3 separate regions of the Mus musculus genome follow, and regions 1 and 3 are each linked to region 2. The links are chromatin contacts, called in public HiChIP or PLAC-seq and promoter capture Hi-C maps. All regions are on one chromosome and are shown on one strand. The core of a region is the stretch at or near the end of the contact, and the rest is flanking DNA. Distances in the headings are between cores, read along the strand shown. Region 1 holds the start of Ccnf (cyclin F). Region 2 holds the start of Prss27 (protease, serine 27). Region 3 holds the start of Flywch2 (FLYWCH family member 2).

What was found. HiChIP or PLAC-seq counts read pairs in DNA pulled down with a chosen protein or histone mark. Capture Hi-C pulls out chosen DNA fragments and counts their contacts.
Region 1: a contact with region 2 is called in an H3K4me3 HiChIP or PLAC-seq map of embryonic stem cells, with 2.7 times the contacts expected there. The contact joins the promoter of Ccnf here to the promoter of Prss27 in region 2. A contact is called at or near these places in 4 of 115 datasets of contacts at active chromatin or transcription factors (embryonic stem cells and pancreatic cancer cells) and 1 of 9 other capture datasets (embryonic stem cells).
Region 3: a contact with region 2 is called in a promoter capture Hi-C map of liver. The contact joins the promoter of Flywch2 here to the promoter of Prss27 in region 2. A contact is called at or near these places in 2 of 39 promoter capture datasets (the 3T3-L1 cell line and cranial neural crest), 1 of 115 datasets of contacts at active chromatin or transcription factors (pancreatic cancer cells) and 3 of 9 other capture datasets (adipose tissue, liver and pancreatic islet).

Annotation. Positions count from the first base shown.
Region 1 is chr17:24,250,060-24,252,759 of GRCm38.p6, reverse strand. It overlaps Ccnf (cyclin F), which reads left to right and starts at 1,351. Exons shown (of 17, transcript NM_007634.4): 1 at 1,351-1,465. The coding sequence starts at 1,450.
Region 2 is chr17:24,036,699-24,039,522 of GRCm38.p6, reverse strand. It overlaps Prss27 (protease, serine 27), which reads right to left and starts at 1,280. Exons shown (of 6, transcript NM_175440.4): 1 at 1,162-1,280. The coding sequence starts at 1,216.
Region 3 is chr17:23,784,729-23,787,428 of GRCm38.p6, reverse strand. It overlaps Flywch2 (FLYWCH family member 2), which reads left to right and starts at 1,348. Exons shown (of 3, transcript NM_029798.4): 1 at 1,348-1,428.

The DNA of each region.
Region 1 (2,700 bases), core at 102-2,601, 210 kb before region 2:
CCACAGACCAGTCTGATATGGGCAATCACATAACTGAGTCTCCCTCAGATGACTCTAAGCAGTGTCAGGTTGTTAGCTGAAGGGCATTGGGAGACCCTTTATCAAAACCAACAAAACCCGCCTCCAATAAATAATAGAAACTGAAATTGAGTAGGATACAAAACAAGGTAGAGCAAAAAAAAAAAAAAAGACAACTGATCAACTGATGACTTTGTAACTCTGATTAACCAGGGGACCAGATAGATTGTTATGTATTCTGAAATGTGATGGACAGCGGGTTTGCTCATTGTTAGATTTAGTTTTTTTAATACCTTCCAGAGGCTACCAAAAGCAAATTCTGAAAACAGCACTTCTGTCCCAAGTAACAAAGTACAAAAGGAGGAAGATAAAAAAGTAACAAAGTAGCTGGGTGGTGGTGCCACATGCCTTTAATCACAGCACTCGGGAGGCAGAGGCAGGCGGATTTCTGAGTTCAAGGCCAGCCTGGTCTACAGAGTGAGTTGCAGGTCAGCCAGGGCTACACAGAGAAACCCTGTCTCGAAGAAAAGAAAAAGTAACAAATTGGAAAACAGTATAGTCTTCCGGAAAAGAGACAGTGTGAGGGTTCCCCATGGAGATCAGCAGCAATGGGGAGCAAATCCCAAGTCTTGCTCTAGGGTTCTCTAATATTCTGTGCTGTGAACAGCCATTCCCTATTAACTGTCTCAGACCCACTAGAGGTCTTGCTATCCAGCTTCCAGCACAGGTCAGATACAGTGAGCATGCTGGCTTCGGGGAGGGGATGAAGGCTGACCCAAGCTGTGGGGATAAGCCTGGGCCTATTCCTCGCTCTCCACCCTCAAGAGACCACTTGTCTTTTCTCGACAGATCATCTCATGAGAATACGGAACATGTACTCGAGTGAACACATCGCTCAGCAGACTGTGACTGTGGCTGTGGCTGCCCGGCATCGGAGCCCAGCTTCTGCAATTTCCACATCAGTGTTGGAGTTGGCGCCTCCAAATGCAGTCTCCTCGGCCGGAAGCTCGCGTGGGAGGGACAGGTAGTAAGCCACGACCAACTCCGGACGGTAGGACAAGTCTTGGAGGGAGAAGACCAGCCCTCTCTGCCTCCGGGCGGGCTTTTTAGGATAGCCCGCCGGCGCCAGCTGAACTCCTCCGTCCCCCGCCCAGCGGAGAAGGCGGGTCAACCACGAGCGATAAGCCAATAGACAGCCAGCGTTTGAATTCGCGTCCTGGTGTAGCCAATCACAAATGCCCAGAGCCTGCGGGGCAGGAGAGGCTAGTGATCTGGGGGGCGTAACTCTGTGGTCCTACCAGTAGGAGCTCCCGGCGCGTTTGAAAACGGGGCGGGGGTGGGGCCCGCGCCTGCGTGAGGCGCTCCGTGCACTTGCCCCAGGCGCGGGCGCGCTTGAGAGCGGTCTAAAGCGGCAGTGGAGGGAGCTCGGCGATGGGGAGCGGCGGTGGTGAGTGCTGGCGGGAGCCGGGTAGGCGATAGGTCATACGGAACGGAGGCCGGAGGAGCATGGACTCGGGCCCCTGTGACCCGGGAGTGCGCGTCGCATCCCCCAAAGCACGGGGTAGGCACGTATCCCCGACTGCGAGCCCGCCCGCGCGGTTTAAATGCCCGCCCGGCGCCTATGCCTCTCCTGTTACCCCAGGGCTATTTAGGTTCTCTACTTAGCAAACTACGATTTTACTTATCTGTGAAGTCGTGGGCAATCCACACGATATAGAGCGATCTCAGGCCCTGTCCGGACTCTTGTGGGCGGCTTGATCACCTGAGGGTTGGCTGAGGCCACAGGATCTGCCCCGTGAAAACGTCTCACGACCTGGGGGTGCGATTTCACTTGTTAGAGTGGTTAAACACTTCCAGACATGCTCTAGAGCACACGAGTCAAGAAACTGTTATGATAATATTCTTAGAATGTTTGGGAATTATAGCTCTCTGGGTATACATTTGGCCTTTGCTGTAAATTTGGTTTCCAATAAGACTCAGGTGAAGAGTTTGGGAGTGGACAGTCTCTTAGAGACCTCCTGATGGAAAGCCCGAGGTCAGCCACTTTTGCCTCAGTGTGAGGAGGAAAAATAGGTAGAAAGATAGGCGCATTTATAAGTAGGAAGGCAGGACCTTGGGGGGGGGGGGTAATGTGGGGGCCCTTTGTGAAATAGGGAAAAAAGCCATAGGCGTTGAATGAAGAATGAATTGCTGAAGTAAATATTGGAACAACCCACTGTGGAGGAGAAGAGCTCATCTGAAGAGCATGTCTGGGTCCAGTTGCTGTGTGCCTGAGTTCTCAACATGTGGGCGCGACTCCATTGGGGGGGTCACACGACCTTTTCACAGGAGTTGCAGATCAGACATCCTGCATATCAGATATTTACATTAAGATTCATAACCGTAGCAAAATTACAGTTATGAAGTAGCAATGAAGGTATTTTATGGTTGGGGGTCACTGCAGCATGAGGAACTGAGTGTATTAAAGGGTCCACGGTGCTAGGAAGGGGTGATTTTGCACTGTAAGCTGAGTGTGGAAGACCCCTCTGTTTGGGGACTGGGGAGCTCTCACCATCTGCCAAGCTGAGAGCTGCTCTGGGATGGATCTGGCCTCCATGTTCTACAGAACGGCCTGCTAATTTGAGTTCCCAGTCTATGCTATGCAAGTCCCTTGGTCAACCATATGCTGATAGTCACATGTTC
Region 2 (2,824 bases), core at 31-2,530:
ATTCTCCCTCCATCCAGTCTTCTGTCACTCATTGTCTCTGCTGCAGCTTGGTCCTTCAGTCTCTCCATGTCCTAAGGGCAGTCTATGTCCATCCTGGATCCCTGGTGGGAATAGCTAAGGTCTGAGAAAAGGTGAGACCAGCCAGAGGACTCCTGGGGTGCTGGTCACCCTGGGCTGAAGTGAGCATGTCACCAGGGGTCCAGCCTCAGGTTCCAGCAGTTTGTGAGCCAAGGGCAGACTGCCGTTTCTGCTTTGGTAGTGACCTCGATTGATCCACCCACAGGAGCCAGCAGTGTCACACCCAAAGGAAATGGGCTTTCTTGCTGCTAAAGGTCATGGACAAGAACATTCCTTGACTTTGGGGGAGGTGGGGGGCATCCCCACAGAGATACCCACTGATGTCTTCCTAACCCCAGCCCTGACTGAGACACGGCCTGGGGTAACTTGGCCTGGCCCAGGGAGGTGAGGTGAGGACACGGAAGCATGCTGGCTGCTGAGCTAGCCCATCTGGCCCAGGAATGTGGGAGAGTTTCCCTGGTAGAGAGGAGCCCATCCCACAGGAAACATGGTAGGCAGAGCACCTGGCTAGAACTTGCTGACCCCTGTGCAAAATGGACAGGGGCTGCTTCTCCCTCTGAAGGCAGGAGCTGGGACCCTCTGCAGCCTGCAGCTCTTGTCCCCAGCTTTCTGCTGAGCCTCAGGCAGATTCTGAAAGTTCTTAGGCTCAGAGAGCAAACACAATTCACATAAGCCCAGGGACTTGGAGGTCTGCAGGCCTGGGTTCTAATCTTACAGGTGTAGAGGCTCTATCATCTGTGGAATGGGAAGAGAGGCCTCTAGCTCAGAGCATGACACACAGTGAGAGCCTGATGGGGGTGTGGCTTTAGCCAAGCTCCTGCCTTGGGGTCCTCTCAAGGCCTTGACCACATATTCTGCCAGACCTTCCCACAGCACCCCTCCCCCAGTCAGGTCTCTGAGGTGGAATATCTGGGAACTGAGTATATTCTCTGGGAACCCCATCACTGAGAAGAGAAGATTCCTTTTAGGCTCAGGCAGGCCCAGGGACTGGGGGGGGGGGCTCCGGTGGAAGTCAGAGCAGAACAGAGGGGCCCTTACAGAGAGAGATGGCAGCAGGACGCCCCCGCCCCCACTGCAACTCACCAGATCTGAGCAGCAGCGGCAGCAGCAGCAGGGCAGCGATGTGGGGCTGCCTCATGTTCTCTGGCTTGGTGGACGTTTGAGTCCTGGTCAGAGGTGGCAGAAGCTCTCCTTAGTACTACAGAGGTTCAGGCTCCATGAAGTGAGGTTTTATGCTGGAGATGAGTGTCAGCTCGGCTATGCCGCCCAACCTGTCAACCCTGCCTGCCCAGCTCCTCTTTGGCAGGAAGGAGGTACCCAGAACACCAACTCTATGACCCGGCCCTGAACTCCAGGGGCCAGACCCCTTCCTTTGTAACTTCAGGATTCAGCTGACCACAGAGGACTCACTACCTTCCTCAATTGACCATAGGTCCTACATAACTTGGCAGAGTCTACTCCATCCAAGAGACCTTCTATGTCATTCATTCATTCATTCATTCATTCATTCATTCATTCATTTGTTCATTCATTCGTTCATTCATTTATTCATTCATTCAGTCAGTCATCAAATACTTGTTGAGCACCTACTTTTTATCTGACACCTGCAATTCAAGGTTGATTTATACCCTGATGGGAGCGTAGACTTTGAAGAACTAAGGTCAAGGTGCTTGTGCAACCAAGAAAGAGGGACTTTGGCAGGCTCCTGCGGCCCCTGATGATGCTCTTGGACCATACACACACACACACACACACACACACACCTGCAGATTGGCTCAGGGAATAGGAACCTTTGCCCCGCCCCTGCCAGTCTGGAACTGCACCTTCTAGGCGCGGCAAGAGCTGTTCTGGGAAGGCGCCTTAGTAGTGACCGGTAAGGTCCGGTTCCTGCCCTGGGTGTGCCCGCCTGTCAGGCTCCCAGACTTGAAGCCACAGCGGAAGTGTCCCTGGGAGGAAGTTGTTTGGGGCACGGAGACTGACATCAGACAGAGCTGGACAGAAGTTCTGAAGACCACTCCCTACTAGTCGAGGAGTCAGGATGCAGGACCATATCCTGAACGTCTCACATCCGATCCTACCAAGCCAGGGAGCAGTGCTGGACAGTGGGCCTGGCCCTGCCTCAGTTTTCCCGCAGGAGCAGAGGGTGCAGCGTCTCACTCTGTTGGTGTGAGCCAGGGGAGGTCAATTGCCCAACAGGGTAGCTCAGGGTCACACGAAGTGCAAGGGACCTTGGTCTCCCTGGGTTGCTGTGCAGAGTGTAACTCCCTGGTGACCGTCGCCACTCCTGTGTGGTCCCTGTCTGCTTTGCAGAAGACACAGAAGCAAGGGCTCCCCCTGCAGTGTGGGCATGGCAGGGAGACACTTCTATTTGAGGAAAAAAGTCTTCTTTTTATAAAAACTAGTGTTTCAAAGCAATCGGATGGCCACACATCAGACAGACATCCAGTGATCCATTAGCCCTACCTTTGAGGCACTTTCTGACCCTTAGAAGCTAAGGGCTTCCTTGTGGAGCCTTTCCTATCTTTTCCTCTCACTCCTCTCTCTTCTAACAGCAAGTACTTTTTGCATACAACTCTGCCTTGACATTAGGTGAGCAGCAGAAGTGAGTATGTGGGTCCAGAGGAAGCTGGGCTCTTGAGAAACCATGTGGGTCCCTCCCACTAGCAGTAAGCCGGACCCCTCCCCAACCCTACACCCCCCCCCCAACCCGGAGTACACTGCCAGTGAGGTGAGCAACAGCAGAAGG
Region 3 (2,700 bases), core at 99-2,598, 250 kb after region 2:
GTGTTTGGATGTTTTGCTTGGATGGACAGAGACCAGAAGAGGGCGTCTAATCCCCTGGAACTGGAGTTATGCTCCAGGAGATCTGCATCATTGCGAGCGGCCATATAGGTGCAGGAAGAACAGCCAGTGCTCTCAACCAATGATCCATCTCTCCACGTGTGGTCATGGGTTTGTGTGTGGAGATCAGAAGACAACTTTGTGAAGTGATTTCTCTCCTTCTACCTTTATGTGGGTCCTAGGGATTAAATTTGGGTAGGCCTGGCTTGGTAGCAAGTGCTGTAAACTAAGGCTTCTGGTTGAACCAGCTATCTAAAGGGGAGCCACCTCATTGGACCCCTTGTTTTGTTCTTTTGAGACAGAGGCTTAACATCAGTGATTTATACGTGAAGATTATATATAATATACAATTATATTATACCATATATAATAATATATCTTATTAGAACATAATAATTTTAGAAACAACCAAGACTATGATTGATTGCAAATGACGTAATTCATGAAGACCTTTGCGTTACTAGAGAATGCCCAGGAAATGACGTTGACTCGAGAGAAAGGATGGGGCCATGGAGGAAAAGGAGCCAGGAAGAAGGGTGGGACCCAAGGACCTGCGGAGCCAGGGCCATGTGGGAGTAAAGGGGGAGAGCCTTTCTGCAGATGGGTGAGGGCCAGCAATCCCAGAATGATAGGATGCACGAGCACGCAAAATACAGAAAGCAGCGCCCTGAGCCATTCCGGTTTCCATCTCCACAGTAGAAGGTTGCGGGGATAAAGTCACTGAATTGTGCCAGGGCTATTTCAGCAGTCAGTGACTACAACAATGGGCGACGGCTGAACAAATGATAAATACTGGACCAATGGGCGAGGGCTGGGCTAATGACAAAGGATGCTGCGCAGTTAGGAATGTTAGCTTCAATGAAGAACACATTTCCCTTCCCTCGGAGGGACAGACAAAAACCTTTAAATAAGCATTCCAGTTTATGCTTTATTTAGTATTTATTTATATTTGTGTTTGGATGTTTTGCTTGGATGGACAGAGACCAGAAGAGGGCGTCTAATCCCCTGGAACTGGAGTTATGCTCCAGGAGGGAGTCAGAGTCAAATACGGGGGAAGTAAGTGGAAAGACGTCAGTAGACCATACCGGGGATCCTAAACCCAGGTAGCCCAATTCCTACTGGCTCCGCCCCCTTCCCGGGTAATGGACCCGCCCCTCACGCCTATTCATCGAGCGTTCAACTTGTCGCTGCGAAGGTAATATCCGGATAGACGGAATTCGACAAAGGAATGGGGGCCCCCTCATCCTGCGCATGCTCGCCCCGTGACCCTAGCTTGAGGTGACGGCGGGAGCCAAGGCGGGGGCCCAAAGCACTGAGGCTGAGGGACCCGCCACGGCTCCGTCGTCCGAGAGGCAGGGCCTGCTGCCGTCGGTGAGGACGGGCCCCCAGCGGGCGGGAGGGTCCTGGCTCCAGAAGCGACTCCTAGCCTAGAGGTCTGGGGATGCGGGACCGGTGTTCGGAAGGGTCCCTGGCTCTGGCCCCCCACCCCCAGATTCTGGCCGCTTTCTTGTCGGCCATCCGCGAGGCTCTTCCTTTCTCCATGCTTCCCTTTCATAAACCCACACTACCCCTGGACACCCCCAATCTGGGACACACAACCCCCAACGCGTCCCTACCCCAGCCCACTCTACCTGGTACATGTCCATCCTTCTGCAGTTTTGTTGCGTATGACCTGGGGGTGGGGGTGGGGTCCTTGTCCCAGTGGCAGAATTTGAGGGCTGGGACCCAGCTAGGGAGATGCTCAGGGGACTGAAACATTGGTTCGAGGGAAGCAGGGAGCTGGGGCAAGGGTGGTGGAAGATACCATTCTGAGTCATGGTGACTGGGGAAGGGAGGTACTCTTATGTGGGACCTCCACATTGGGGGACCTTTGCTGTGTTCTGCATATAATACAGTTCTTGACCTTTTGGGAGGGTGACTGCCATTTTCTTATGTCTCCCTGTGGGATGCCTCCCGCATACCCCAGTGTCATACCGTTCCTTGGAAAGTCCAATTACAGTTCTCCAGGACTGTGCAGGACAGTGACTATGGCAGCAGCAGGTGTTAGTAACGTGAGTTCAAAGACCTTACCCTTCTTCATCTGATGCTAGCATCTCCTATTACACAGATCAAACCAGCCCAAAAAGGGTAAGGGCATGTTTCATTCTCATCTTTGTGAAGGTAATTCTGTCCATCACCCCAAGATAACAACTGAAGTTCCAAGCCTGCAGAGCTTCCTCAGTAAGAGTTTGGACTTTTAACTGTTCTATGGCCATCAAAACAACAATCACCACCCATCTAGTGACACATTATTAAAATGACACATTATTGTCGTATATTTTAGAGGCTAGAAGTCAGATGTGGGTGTTATACAGCAGGCTGAATACAGCAGGGCTGTATTCATTCCTGAGGCTTTAGGAGAAAAACATTTTTTGTTTGTTTGTTTGTTTGTTTTTTTGAGACAGGGTTTCTCTGTGTAGCCCTGGCTGTCCTGGAATTCACTCTGTAGACCAGGCTGGCCTCAAACTCAGAAATCTACCTGCCTCTGCCTCCCAAGTGCTGGGATTAAAGGCATGCACCACCACTGCCCGGACAAGGAGAGAAACATTTAATTTGCCTCTTGCAGCTTCTAGAAACCTACCTCATTTGGCTGGCATGCCCTTG